4 separate regions of the Mus musculus genome follow, and all the other regions are linked to region 1. The links are chromatin contacts, called in public promoter capture Hi-C maps. All regions are on one chromosome and are shown on one strand. The core of a region is the stretch at or near the end of the contact, and the rest is flanking DNA. Distances in the headings are between cores, read along the strand shown.

Evidence for each region. Promoter capture Hi-C pulls out the DNA fragments that hold promoters and counts their contacts.
Region 2: a contact with region 1 is called in a promoter capture Hi-C map of hippocampal neurons, with 11 times the contacts expected there. The contact joins the promoter of Npas3 here to the promoter of Sptssa in region 1. A contact is called at or near these places in 3 of 39 promoter capture datasets (cranial neural crest, embryonic stem cells and hippocampal neurons), 5 of 115 datasets of contacts at active chromatin or transcription factors (astrocytes, embryonic forebrain, embryonic limb bud and 2 more) and 1 of 9 other capture datasets (pancreatic islet).
Region 3: a contact with region 1 is called in a promoter capture Hi-C map of second pharyngeal arch cranial neural crest, with 3 times the contacts expected there. The contact joins the enhancer-like site here to the promoter of Sptssa in region 1. A contact is called at or near these places in 6 of 39 promoter capture datasets (the 3T3-L1 cell line, the HPC-7 cell line, cranial neural crest and 3 more) and 2 of 115 datasets of contacts at active chromatin or transcription factors (the NIH/3T3 cell line and embryonic stem cells).
Region 4: a contact with region 1 is called in a promoter capture Hi-C map of hippocampal neurons, with 3 times the contacts expected there. The contact joins the promoter of 1700030L22Rik here to the promoter of Sptssa in region 1. A contact is called at or near these places in 2 of 39 promoter capture datasets (cranial neural crest and hippocampal neurons) and 1 of 115 datasets of contacts at active chromatin or transcription factors (astrocytes).

Annotation. Positions count from the first base shown.
Region 1 is chr12:54,654,782-54,658,138 of GRCm38.p6, forward strand. Sptssa (serine palmitoyltransferase, small subunit A) reads right to left here and starts at 1,791. Exons shown (of 2, transcript NM_134054.2): 1 at 1,591-1,791. The coding sequence starts at 1,702.
Region 2 is chr12:53,246,666-53,250,022 of GRCm38.p6, forward strand. Npas3 (neuronal PAS domain protein 3) reads left to right here and starts at 1,767. Exons shown (of 12, transcript NM_001370962.1): 1 at 1,767-2,082. The coding sequence starts at 1,925.
Region 3 is chr12:53,290,520-53,293,876 of GRCm38.p6, forward strand. The region is part of intron 1 of Npas3 (neuronal PAS domain protein 3); the gene reads left to right. It overlaps Gm51419 (a long non-coding RNA gene), which reads left to right. Exons shown (of 2, transcript XR_003950183.1): 1 at 1-3,357. Among named protein-coding and RNA genes, the nearest start is that of 1700030L22Rik, 25 kb to the right of the region's middle. Within about 2 kb of position 1,717, at least 104 of the 459 cell types and tissues checked have an H3K27ac peak or open chromatin away from gene starts, as enhancers often do. A contact at or near this core is called in second pharyngeal arch cranial neural crest, where this site is marked.
Region 4 is chr12:53,315,361-53,318,717 of GRCm38.p6, forward strand. 1700030L22Rik (a long non-coding RNA gene) reads right to left here and starts at 1,779. Exons shown (of 2, transcript XR_003950182.1): 1 at 1-1,779. The region is part of intron 1 of Npas3 (neuronal PAS domain protein 3); the gene reads left to right.

The DNA.
Region 1 (3,357 bases), core at 541-3,040:
AGAAATCTTAACACTGTTGCCACTGTAGCATTTATCCACATGCCAACAAATGTTTCAAAGCTTACAGGTCTAAACTGAGTTCTACTGTTACCCTAACCTAAAGAGTTTCACTTCACCCCAACACTGTTTCTTTGCCTGCCTGCCTGGCTTCCTTTTCCTTTGAGTTTTGCTATGTAACCCTGGCTTGCCTGGTAGTAGCTATGTATTATGTACCTCAGGCAGCCTTGAACTCCCAGCATTCCTCTTGAATCAGCTCTCTGAGCATGGTAATCAGTCATGAACCATCACAGCTGGCTTTCATTATTATTATTTAATGGGGCTTTGTCAACATTAATTGTAGTAAGATAATTATCAGTCAAGATTAACTGCTACCCAGCCTGGTCTACAGAATGAGTTCCAGGACATCCAGGGGTACACAGAGAAACCGTGTTTTGAATTAATTAATGAATTAATCAAAAGATTACCTGCTACTATTGAAAAGTTCCAATTAGGCATAAATTTAAATATAGATGTTATCTGACCTACAAAATCCAAAGAGCAAACTGAAGCTACAAATAAACGATTCGGAAAATCAGGCTTTCTTAATCCGGAGCCCCAAATATACATTCTGGTTATTAAACTTTAGGTTAGGAAATAATTGCTCACAGTAATAGTCTTGCAAGACGCTAAAATTTTTCAAGAGTCAGCTCCAAATAACCTCATGCTATTTCCACACCAGCACCCTTGAAAAAGCTTGCAAAGAAGCTCTACCTCAGTCCTAGGAACGCGTTTGTGAAGTTGTTCCTAACAAAGCTAAACCACAAGAAGCTGAGCGGATGAAATAAGCATGTGATGTGGTATATTCTTTTTATATTAAGGAAAGGAGAAGTGGAGCGTTAAAAGAATGAATTGCTAGTATTTCGTCGACACGGAAATCAGAGGATAGCGGCATAGACATTGGGCGAAAACAAACATCAGGCTTCACAACCTTGAGCTATTCGCTGGAGCTGTTAAAATTAGGCAAGATAACATACACACAAAGTGCTCAGCAAAGTCATCACTCAACAATTCTTAACCGGTGATAAACTAAACAACAAAGCACAGTTTGAAACCCCAGCAAAGTCTTTTCTGGGCACAGCTTGTACCTATGATGCAAAGAAGTCATAAATATAACACACTTTTAAAACTGCCATTTTGAAGCCCAAAAGGCCTTTCAGTAACTTACAAACTGCTTTCCAAAACTGTGTGGGAGTGTCAAGACCACGTACTCACAACCTGGTGAACTGGTTAGAGTTCTATCGCTCCAAATCAGGAATAGCTAAGGGTTAAAGACGCCCAAGCCCGGAGCGATTTGCAGCAACCCTGCCTCAAAGAATACTGAAGGATCAAAAGCAGGCGCGGCCGAAGCGGGACAAGGAAGCACCAGGGGAGACGTCGCCCTCCCGACTGCTTGCAGAAATCAGGATGCCTCCACCTTGGGCAGGGGAATTGCGTACAAGACCCGGATCTCCGCGGTTCCACCTCCCTTGACCCCAAGACACCCCCCCACCCCCTTCCAACCCGGCGCGCGCACCCCTCCACGCCCCAGCCAGGCCAGGACACACAGGATACTGAACACGGTTCGCTCCCAGGGCTCCAGCATGTAGAGCGCAGTGACCAGCAGGTACTGGTAGTAGAACCAGGACATCTGCTTCCATGCTCGCGCCAGCGCCATGCCCGCCATGCGCCTCCCGCGGTGTAGCAGCGTCAGGCGGGCCCGCGGCCCGCTCACCTCCTAAAGCCCCAGGCCTTGGGGCCCGCCCGCCACCACCCTGCGCCCATTGGTCCTGCCGAGCCTGCGCGTCACCGTGTACGCCCAACCCCGCGCGCACCCGAGCGGCCACCGCCGGCTCCTCCTGGCTTGCGCTTATTGGCCAAGCGGCCACTTCGTGTGCTCCTGTCCCGCCCCGCGCCTCGCCCGGAGCGAGCTCCCCAGCCCTGGGAAACGGTCTGGGTTTAAGTGCTAGTTCTGCATCTCCACGCGCACGCATGGCGGTTGCAAGACCGGCTTCAGTCCCCACTGGTGTCCATGCGAGATGGTGCCCTTAAGAGGCCGGATCCTTCAGACCAGCCCAGAAGGATTCCTTTAGAAACCAGTGTATGTAATCTCTCTCCTACCTCATGAATCCCTTCTGGGCCAAGAGATGATAGGGCTGGGTGAGAATGCTACTAAAGAGTCGGGCATGCAAATAAACAGTGCCTTGTGCAAGAGGGAATGCGGGGGTCAAAGAGAATGTGGATGCCAAATGACACCCAGCCAAGAAGATGTTGAAAACTGTAGAAGTAATATGTTCATCAGCTCTTCCCTTCCTCCGAGCACATGCGTGAAAACAGACCTATCTAGGATGCGCGCGCGAGTACACACACACACAACACACACACACACACACGCACTAGTATTCCCTAACCTAAAGACAAAAGAATTGGCCATAGACAGTTGCCAATATTTCTATGACTACACTTAGAAAACAACCATGTAGGTCACAATCAAGAGAAGTGCACTTGATCTAGTGGGTTCTAAAGACAGCTTGAGGTCAGCATGTGATCTGTCTCCTAAAGATTCACTCCTATGACCTGCAGCAGTACCGGCTGTATTCCACTCCTCTAAAGCCCATGCACTGTGTGCTTGTGAAATGACATAATTAAGTAGCCTGCAACTCACATGTCTAAAAGTTTCAAACCTGCTGCTTTAAGCTTTAAAACCTTTCCAGGTTGACAGGTATTAACTTAAATTCCTTATGCTCCTTACGAGCAAAGACCTTACAAACAACAATAGACTTGAGATCTGCTTTCACAAGGTGCCTAGTCATTTTATTTTATTTTATTTCGTCTTGTAGGTTACAGAACATCACGGAGGGAAGCCAAGCCAGGAACTCCAGGCAGGAGATTGAAGCAGAAACCACAGAGGAATACTGCTTAGGAGCATGCTCTTTCTGGCTTGCTCAACTTGCTTTCTTAAACGGCCCAGACCCCACTTGCCTAGCAATGGCACTGCCCACAGTAGGGAGGACACGCCCACCATAGACCAATCTCATGTTCCTCAGCTAAGGTTCCCTCTTCCCAAGTGATTCTAGTTTTTTGTGGAAATGAAAAACAAAAACAAAAATAACTTAACCAATATACAGGACCTCACTATGTAGTATAGGCTGGCCTCGATCTCAAAGTAATTCACCTTTCTCAGACTCCTTCGAGCTACGATTACAGGTATGCACCAACCACACCGAGCCTGGACTCATCTTTCAGACACATGATGGTAAGAAGTAAGCTCAGAAACCAAGCTGGATCTGAGCTGGAAGTTTCCTTCTTGCTAGATATCTCCTCCCCACGGCCCCCTTCCAG
Region 2 (3,357 bases), core at 517-3,016, 1.4 Mb before region 1:
CTCCCTGTGACTGCTGGGCTCGGAGGCTCCTCCCGAAAGCCACTTGGGTTGGGGACGCCCAGAGGTTGCCCTGGCAGGAGCGGGATGGGGCCTGGCGAGGACTCGCCTTTGTCCAGCTCCTCTAGTTTCCAGAATCATCAGGGTGGGAGGGATAGCATGGGGCTGCTGCAGGGCGGGCATCTGGCTCTTAGATCCTGTGCGGAGTTGTCCTGCTTGGGAGCCTCTGTCACTCTACACCTCGGCAACTTCAGGCCAGTGGGTCCTGTCTCACTGGATCATGGTGGCCCACTGTTTCCCAGGCTCAAAGGGTTAAGCAGGAGCCTGACCGGGAGAAGCGCGATTGGCCCTGGGTCACGGCGGCGTGGAGGTCACAGTTAACTTGGGCTTGTTTGGAGGGTACAGCGACTGCCCTAGCCCTTCAGCTGCAGTGCCCAGGCCCTGAGTGCCAGATGGGAAGAGGGTACCAGAATGGGAAACCACCACTCCCCACCACCACCCAGCCGCAGCAGTAGCAGCAGCAGTTGCAGGAGTAGCAGCAGCAGCAGCAGCAGCCGCTAAGCTGGGCAGGGGCTTTGAGTGTGGGACATTAGCAGAGCTCTGTGTCCCTCAAGGGCTGCATCCGCCTGCTTCTCGCATCTCTGCTCCTGCTCACCAGCCAGAAGACAGGGGGAAAAGTGGGCAACCCGGGTCCTGGGGAGGGATGGAGGGAAACAATCAACTCCCACTCCCCCAACCCTAGCTCAGTGAAACCCAGTGCAAGTCTCACTAAAAAGGCGCATCCAAACTGTAAGGATCTCTCTTCACCCCCTAATGAAAGGCAGGCGTCACAATGTGAAGTAACAGGAAGGCGCGAGGAAATAAATGCACGTGTTTTCTCTTTTTGTTTCCTTGGTGTTTGGAATTCGCAGAGTTCTTTTCAATTGTGGCTACTAATTTATTCGTTTCCTCGGTCAAAGGGGGGCGTTAAGAGATGGATCATAGCGCAAACTAAGATCTAGCTGAGACCCCACCTCACAAGTTTCCCAAGACCAACTCTTCCGCTCACCAGGAGCGGGAAGAGCCCTTTCTTTTAAGCGACCCAAACTCTCCATTGTACAAAAGCGCCAACCCCCCGCCCCGCACTCCGTCGCCTTTGCAAACCACCTCTCCTAGATAACTATCAAGTTCTCCAGGAACCCAACTTGCGCTTGGTCACATTCGCTCTGCTTAATGTGGAGAATAGTGTCAAAGAGGGGTCCAGGCTGAAACGGGAGGCTCTGACGCCCCATTCCTACACCCGCGGGCTGGGATCCTGGTTTCTGGCAGCCTCGGAAGGCTGAAGCCAGCCCGGATGGTGGTTATTTCTCCAGAGAAAGGAGGAGAAAGAGCGCACCACAATCTTGCACTTTGGGTCGGAAGTGCGCGGTGTGTGTGTGTGTGTGTGTGTGTGTGTGTGTGTGTGTGTGTGTAGAAGAGGGAGGGAAAACGCACCCTCCACTGCTCGTTATTCCCTTGCACCGGCCAAGCGCTCGCCAAGCCTCCCGGTGCATCCTTCCTCCTTCACCCCCTCCTCCTCTCAGCTGGGCTCGCGCGGCGCTGCTGGAGCAGCCAGTGAAAGCAACATCCTGGAAAGAGGGGGGAGCAACAGTGCCCCCCAAAAGGGAGAAAAGGCCCCACCCTGACACGTTTTGCTGTTTGCAAGTCCCTCGCACACCCCCCGCACCTCCTCCTCGCCACCCCCCCCCACCTCAGCCCGCTGCGCGCACATCAAAGCGCCTCTCCGCCGCGCACAGTGGCCGCGGCTCACTAATGGGATTGCAGGCTGGTGCCTGGCTCCGCTGCTGCCGCCGCTCGCGCCGCTGCTGCCGCCGCCGCCCGAACCCGAGCCCGAGCCCCCGCCAGCCCGAGCCCAGAGCAGCCGCGCCTGGGGCTCCAAGCCGCGGCGATGATCCGAATCTTTCCGGATTTCAGCGTGCAGGTGACGGCCGCGGCGGCCGGCGGGGCAGCCGCTGGGGTACCGGCCGGTGCGGGCATGGGGAGGGCCGGCGCCGCGGCCAACGGCACCCCGCAGAACGTCCAGGGCATCACCTCCTACCAGCAGCGGTGAGTAGTCCCGTCCGAGCTGGGATAGTGCCCCCGTCTCGGGTACTGGGGTGGGACTCACTTTGCTCTTGTTTTGTGCCTTACAACACACATGCACCTCGTCAGGGCTTACTTTGCCTGCCCCTGTGCTATAGAAGGAGGGGGGGGGGGATACACAATCCGAATTGAAAAGCACTCTAGTGCACTGGCGAAGTGAAGTCATCCTTTGCCCTCTGCCAGGCCCCGAACGTTGAGCCTCAGCCCCGAGTAGCCAGAGAGTTCCAGTCAAGTCTGAGACGCTGCAGGAGATGCTTTTGCAAAGTTTGGGCTTCCTGCCCCCTTTCAGCAAAATGTTCTCAATGCCTCCGCGGGTGCGAATCCGCGCTGACGGACAGCCAGGGGAGCAATTGATCATCGGAGGCTGATTGATCATTTGTTTCCAAATAGGACAGAGACGATTTTCATGTGCAGAGATAGACTTGCGTTTCTACCTAATAGTGTGAGATCCTGTCACCTGTTACTACAGGGAATACAACGTGAAATCCGAATCTCTTAGGCGCTGTTAACTATCTTAAACGCATTATGATGCAAATGGATGGGATTCCGAGATCCAAGTTAGGAAGCAAATTTTACAAAAGTTAGGCTTGGTGGTGAAAGGGAAGTTTTAATATAGAAATTGTTTTTAGTTTTCTAAAGATAGTCTCTAGATTCAAAATAATTGTCATTAAAACACTGAGCAACCTTTGATTGAGGAAGGAAATAAAGAGAAATTTACCATCAACAGCTTTCTAACCCTAAAGTTTTCCCTTTAAGGATAACTTTCGATGTTCTAAGATTTTATTGAAAATGGGATTCACAAAATCGCTATGAGAAAAACTAACAATATAATCAAAAAGGTAAACTCTCTATTCATGAGGCTCAATTTTATGGTAGATGGAAGAAAAAAAAGCACATGAGAGTGTGAAATTAAATATTTGTGTTTCCCAGATTGTACACGATTAAACATCTGAGAGATTTGCCAATGGCATTTAACTTAAAATATACATAATGCATAATTCAAATTCCCATTTTACCTCATCTTTGAAACTTCATTGATTTGAGAGCCTTTGGTTTGAAACAATAGTATTTAAACTGCAAAGGTTACAGTAATCTGTCATTGCTATGTTTTGTGCCTTCTAACCAATGGCCCAGTGACCAGATTTTGCCTAACACAGTATTTTCCAAGTTCATGTAATTGCAAATATTCTGTAGAAGACTTCATTACATGCTCTGCTTATTGTCAAAAGTTTTAAAAAG
Region 3 (3,357 bases), core at 467-2,966, 1.4 Mb before region 1:
CAATAATGTCCCCATTGTTCATTCTTAACAGAAGACCCATTTTCTTTCATAGGGTGGAAATAGTTGACATTAATTATCCTCAGTCATGTGAATATTCTGTGATTTTTTTTCCCCCCACTGTCTCCTAAAAGACTTTGTGGAAGGATGACCTCTGAGTCTGCAGCTCTGGCTTAGTCATTCAGAAGTTCTGAAGCTCAGGATCCGATTCCTAAAAATGGCTGCATCGAGGGATTTCTCTGATTGGATGTCAACCCCTCAAGTCCAGAGTATAGTGTGCAGAAGGATGTAAATAATTTGAGGACCAATTTATGTCGATTTCCTTTTAATGGGGGTTCTTTAAATTATGATAATGATTATCGCTAAAAATTTATGGGGGCCATATGTCCTGGCATGTCTAAATATCCTGTCTTAGCAAGGCCTGCTTATCGTCACCTAAGGACACGCTGGTGAGGAGGAAGGCACATCTTAGTGGTGGGCTTGACAATAGAGCTCTCCATGACCTCTGTCTTACGTTCGTGGAATTTAGGCCATGTTTGAGTAGATGCTCCAGTGCGCTGTAGAATCTGTTGGGCTTTGCTTTCTAGTCGGTAACCTGCAGGACAGACATCCACACAACACAAGCACCACAGCCAGGGACTGCTTAGGAGGATTCGCCTTGCCTGCCGTGTTAGCTGTTCCTACGCAAATCATAACCCCCAGTGTTTCCTGCAGCATTTGTCTAATGCCAAAGAGACACGTTTTGTCTAGAAAACAAAAACTTCTGTTAGACTTTTAGCTTCTTTTAGACTTGACTTTCTTTTGGAATTTTCGGTGGAGGCTTTCTGAGGAAGTTTTTGGGTTTTTTTTTTTTTTTTCCACGTTTATTTGCTTGTTTCTACATATGTCCATGAAAGATTGTATTTATTGAACAAATGAAATGGAACTAAACTCCCAAGAGAGGGCATGCCATGGAAGAGGAAAGAAATCAGAGGCTGAGATCGGTCTCAAGGGCTCACAGGAGGACAAGCAGTCAGCCTACGTGTGTTTCACAAGGATGCTCAGGTCTTAGAGTCGGGGCCTGGATGTCAGCAGCTGAGTCTCCATAATGCATGGGAAGGATCTAGGAGAAGCTTTACGGTTCTGTCACAGCATGGCTGGTGAGAGAAGGTGGACGGTCGTGATCAAGGGCAGATGGCTGTGAGTGAGGCATCAGTCAGAAAGTCCACAGTGCTTCATGATTGACGTGAGTTAACCTGTCATTCAGAGAGGGCATAGAGTGGGCATTCTCACAGATACCTGAGTGGACATGGAATTCACCGGGGATTCTGAACTCTGTGGAATGCCACGCCCTTTCAGATTGCCACTGTGTAGCGGTAGTTTGGGGACCTCACTTTCAGAGACACGAGCAGGGGGCTCTGAGTTGACATCGCTCACTTGCGTTTGTATGATTTGCAGGGAGCATAAGAGCCACGGGCTTTCCTCCCCACAAATGTGCCCACACTTAAGCTTATGTTTTAGGAAAAAGGTAGGAATGTTCAGAAGTCTTAACCCGGGTTCCGCTGAGAAACGCATATGCTAATAAGGAGAAAGGGGAATGTGTTCTGTTCAATAGAAAATATTTTGGCTAGACTACCGGGTGCCTACCTTGCAAGGAATCACAGATATTTGGCATGTTCAGAAAAGCGTTGGACGGGGCTGATTTGTTCTGACCATCAGGAAGCTGTGGAGCCAGGACCCGGGGAGCCGTCTGTTTGCACTGGTTTATGGTGCTGAGGTCAGTGGAGAGGGAGGGTTTTGTTTCCATGACTGCATGTCAGTATATTTTTAAAATGTGACCTCCATCTAAAGGTGATACTAACAATAATCAATTCATACATGATTTTGAAATATTATTTGGTGGGGGCCCAGGTTGGAACTATCATCTTGAGGGGGCTACTGAGTCGTGGGCTCACCAAGTTTGTGGTGGCACTGCCGAGGATTGAGGGCAGGGTCGGACATTTTTTTCCAGCCGGCCTGTGGGAATGCAGGTCTCCCCTCCAGAGTGGATATGATTTTACTCGATTTTTTTTTTAAGGTGGAGAAATGAATGGGGCATGCATTCATGTTTTTCACCTAGGCCAAGTGGAAGACTTTGCAGTGATGTAACCCATTAGGCTAGAGAAGCTTTTCTGTGCACTGCCCCGCAGGGCCGAGAGTAAGTTATGAATGCCGCACTGTTCTCAGCCCAGAGGGCCTTGCCGGGAAGAGAGCGGTGTGCCTGGGCCCCAGCTATTGAGAAGATGCCAGTCAGGAATGAAAACGTCTTTCATGAAACTATAGCTAACTTCCCTGTGACACATTACCATAAAGCAGGGATATTTTAAAAACCAACAGTCTGAAAATACACACAATACTTCATAAAAGTCGGAAGGCTTTATGTTCGAGGGTGCATGTTGAGTGACTTAAAAATAGACAGGTTTGTGTCAGAATGCTTTTGAGGGAATTGTTCTAAGTAGCTTTCCTCCTCGCTCCCTCTGTCTGTTCACAGCTCTGGTTTCTTTTGCCTTTTGGTTGAAATTACAAAAGATGTCTTCTGAGACAAACGCTGGCCCATGACATCAGGACGAAGGAATGCTCGGCCTGGCCCAGCGTGTGTATAGCATCAGCTGCTTAACAAAATGTTACATTTTCCAGGGTGGATTTAAAAATTCCGGAGGATCCCTGAGTGTAGGGGCTGAGTTCAGACAGACTGTTACAGGAGCTCTTGTTAGAGGCATGCCAAAATGAGAATTTTTTTTTACGTTAATATTACAGACTTCCTACTCCCCTCCCCCGAAACAGAAAAATGTACTGTGGTCTGTATAAGACATATGATAAAAATTGATGGCTGTAACCACAGTAGGCTAGCATAGAATTTTAAATTTTGAAAAAATTATAGATGTTACAGATGTAAATTTGAATACTAAATTTTTGATTTGTTTTTTGAGTTAAATTTTGTGGACTTATATAACTCATATTCAGTGAGAATACATAAAATAATTTTAATTACTCTTTATTATTGTTAGGTCTTACCAGGACTTAATTTGGAACATTCCATATCATTTCCTGTATTTGGAGAGCACATAAACAGTTTGACCATAGTTCAGCATATGCATAAAATATTTATTTTTAATTTTTAACTGTGAATATCCAGTTAAAGTTCGTTATTGTTATTAATCTCTACTTCTACATCAGCAGAAGAAAATGGAAATTCTTGAAAAATTTGCAACAAGTACAAGTTCAATAAAATACATCAAGATGTCAATATATAAACAGTTCAAATCAGAAATCAGATGTAAGACATCTTTCATTTGGTGATTTATTGCCAATATATGTAAAAGTTATTATAGGAACTATATG
Region 4 (3,357 bases), core at 529-3,028, 1.3 Mb before region 1:
TTTTAAGATACATTTATATTTTTAAAATGTGCTTTAACTCTGCTCAATGATCTTAATATGTTGTTTTTAAAAAATTTACCTGATGTGATTTTTTTGCATCAAGGTAGAGTTGCAGAGTGTATAATTGTGTATCACATCATGGATAAAGTTTCATACTTTAAAATGGCTTTGATGTTTTTGTTTTTCATGAAAAGACACTGCCTTCTGTATATCTGAACAGATTTTTTCCCCCACTTACTACATTTGCCTCAGACAAATCAAGAGAGAGGACTATGCGTGAAAGTGTGCATTGTCCAGCTGTCCCTCAGAATTGTTGTCATCCTGTTTCCAAGGCGACAACAGCCTGAAACTGTCACAATAAGCTCAAACTGTAAATAAAACCAGTTTCAAGGTTTTTTCTATACGTACAACTGGTGAAGAGGAGTCTCAAGAAAGATCACCTGAAGCTTCCCTGCAGGACTAGTCGTGTTATCTTCCCGTCCTCTGGGAGACAGATGCCAGTTAAAAAGCATGTATTAAAAAAAGTCACAGTCTCGTTTAGGATAGGCAAAGAGATAGAAATGTCTTTGAGTTAATATTAAAATGCGCACTGTTATGTCATTTAGGGCAAGATAATGAGATGCACATTATGATGGAGATACAGGCAACATATGAGAGAATAGAGTTTATGTTTCTATAATATTGTGTTTTTTGTGCCAATATAAAAACATAGCTATAGAGAGATGTATGTGTGTATAATTAGTGTTGCCAATTAAAAATATCCACTCAAATTATAATAAAAATTTAGATACCATTCATTGGATCTAATTTTCTTTGGACCTAATCTTAAAATGATGATCACAAACTGGTGTGAAAAGTCACCATTATCATCTCTATAACTCCACATAGGATATTATTCAACCATATAGGCCAAAAGCTTAATGTATAGGAATAATAGTATGTCAGGCTTGTTCTTTGTAAATAACTAAACCTGTTCAACTGTGAAACAATTTTCCTATTTTAACCTCTTGAGTTATGACACTTACTCCTAGATTTTGGTGTTTTGTTTTTTGGGTGTTTTTGAAAATAACTTTCATTTTTTTATTATTTGGATAATTTTGTATATCCTATATTAGGTTCATTTTAATGTTTATCTATCTATCTATCTATCTATCTATCTATCTATCTATCTCTATGGTAACTGGTTCATATTTATTGAGAAGCTACTCCATTTTATTTTCATTCAAAATTATTTTGTCTGTTTTTTTCAAAGTTGATCACCAAACATCTGTACACACACACACACACACACACACACACACACACAAACACACACAAAGCACTGCATTGTTTCTAATTATTCTGATCAGAATGTATATACCAATATTATATGCCAATAAAACACATGATTTTTGAACAGAGAAAATTATGAAACCAGTATTCAAAGAATAATAGAGCAGTAGCAGGCAATTACCAGTGACCCTCCAGAGGTTGGTGAATACAGGCTTTTGATTTTCTATATAAAGGGGCACCTCTGCCCAGTAGAGTGGTGCAGCAGTCTGGGCTGCTCCCTGCAGCACAGGCTGGTGTCTCCCCCCGCCCCCACTGTGTTTGTTGACACTAAGGAGTCCTCACAAGTGCTGAGTGTCTCAGGGGAGCTTGTAATCCAGACCTGCAGTGGTCTCTAATAGACAGGGAAGGAAACAGTGAGTTGATCAGAGTAGTTGTGAGAAGCACACACATCCTGAAGGCAGAGATTTCAGCGTTGCTCTGTGAAACCTCTGTACCTGCTTGTTGATAAATTCAGAAGGAAGATGGTGAGAAAAGTCCTGGATTGTATTTCTGAAATTCAGACTCTTGCAAGGTGAAGCATCGCATATAATGTCTTCATCTGTTTTTCTAGTTTGGGGTACTGGGAAGAAGGAGGTTGACTGAAGATTCAATGCTAAAGCAAAGATGGCTTTACAGTGGGAATTACAGCCAGTAAAAAGAAGATGAAAATAAGTAAAACATAAACTAATATTTGACCAATAAAAAGAAGGGTGGATATAGGTTTTAACAGTTCTTTGGAAATCAGAGTATAAAGTAGAGGTTTTAATCAGAAAACTGGATTGTGGCAGAGGATTATGAGCAATTCTTGGCTCAAGGACTGGTTAGAAGTACTTACAGTAAGGGATTTGCTCTTCTCTCAGAAAGAAACTGTGATTCAATTTAAAAACACCATGAGCATTCACCACATAGCTCATAGGTCAACATGTTATGTGTACACACACACACACACACACACACACACACACACACACACTTATAGGGTATAAACATATACACAGACACATATTTGTAAATTCAAATGTGCATCTACATATATCCAGGAAAAACATATTAAGAATGTTAAAGAGGTTTTTCTAGGTAGTCCAAATTTGAATTTTTAAAAAAATCTTTCTGATCTGTACTTTCATGTCTTTCAACATTAAACATCATTCTTTTGAATATGGAAATGGTACTTAAGAAATATTTATAAATATAAAATAAACATACAGGTAGAAAGTATTTTGCTGTGGAAGGAGTAACTCGGCAGACATAGTTGGAGCCACAGTGGGAACTGAGGAGGCGGTGGAGGCTTAGCTACTCTGCTTCTGCATCTTTGCCTAGGGAGACCTCAGAACACTGCAGGTTTTCCTTTGAAGATAGCCTGCCAAGAATCCGAAGAATGTATGACTTGTCTTCAGAATAATCTCTCAGATGATTGAGGAAACAGTGGAACACTTGGCTGTCCTCAATGTTCTTCTAAATAAGGGCAGAATTTGTTGGTCAGGTGGAAGCTATATACAGCTAGATTGGCTACTTGAGGATAGAAGCATATTTAAATATTTTATTTATTAAAATAATTTATTATCTTAAATTCTATTTATTTAGTATTTATTTATTTAGTGTGTGTGTGTGTGAGTGTGTGTATGTGTGTTTGCACTCTTGAGCATTGAATCTCTCCTCCCATTATGTGGATTTTGGGGGTCAAACTCAGGTTCTCAGGCCTGGTGACAAGTGCCTTTACCCACAGAGCCATCTCACTGGTCCCGTAGGCGCCACTGTCTTGAAATCCTAACTGGCAAGATGTTTTAGGTTCTCCAATGCAGAACCAATAAACCAATAGCTGCGGTCCACAATAGATAGTCTAAAGACAGGAACGTGATGCTGTGACTTGACTTTAAAGCGGTTGGCCTGGCATTCAGCTGACTGTATATTTGTATAATAAATGAGTAATGAACTAGTAAGTGAAAGACTGATCGAGTGAAGATGGTCCACAGGTGTGTGAGGCTTCAGTAATGATGTGCAGGCAGTCATAGTGAGTAATGAACTCCACTATATAAAGAGCAGTTG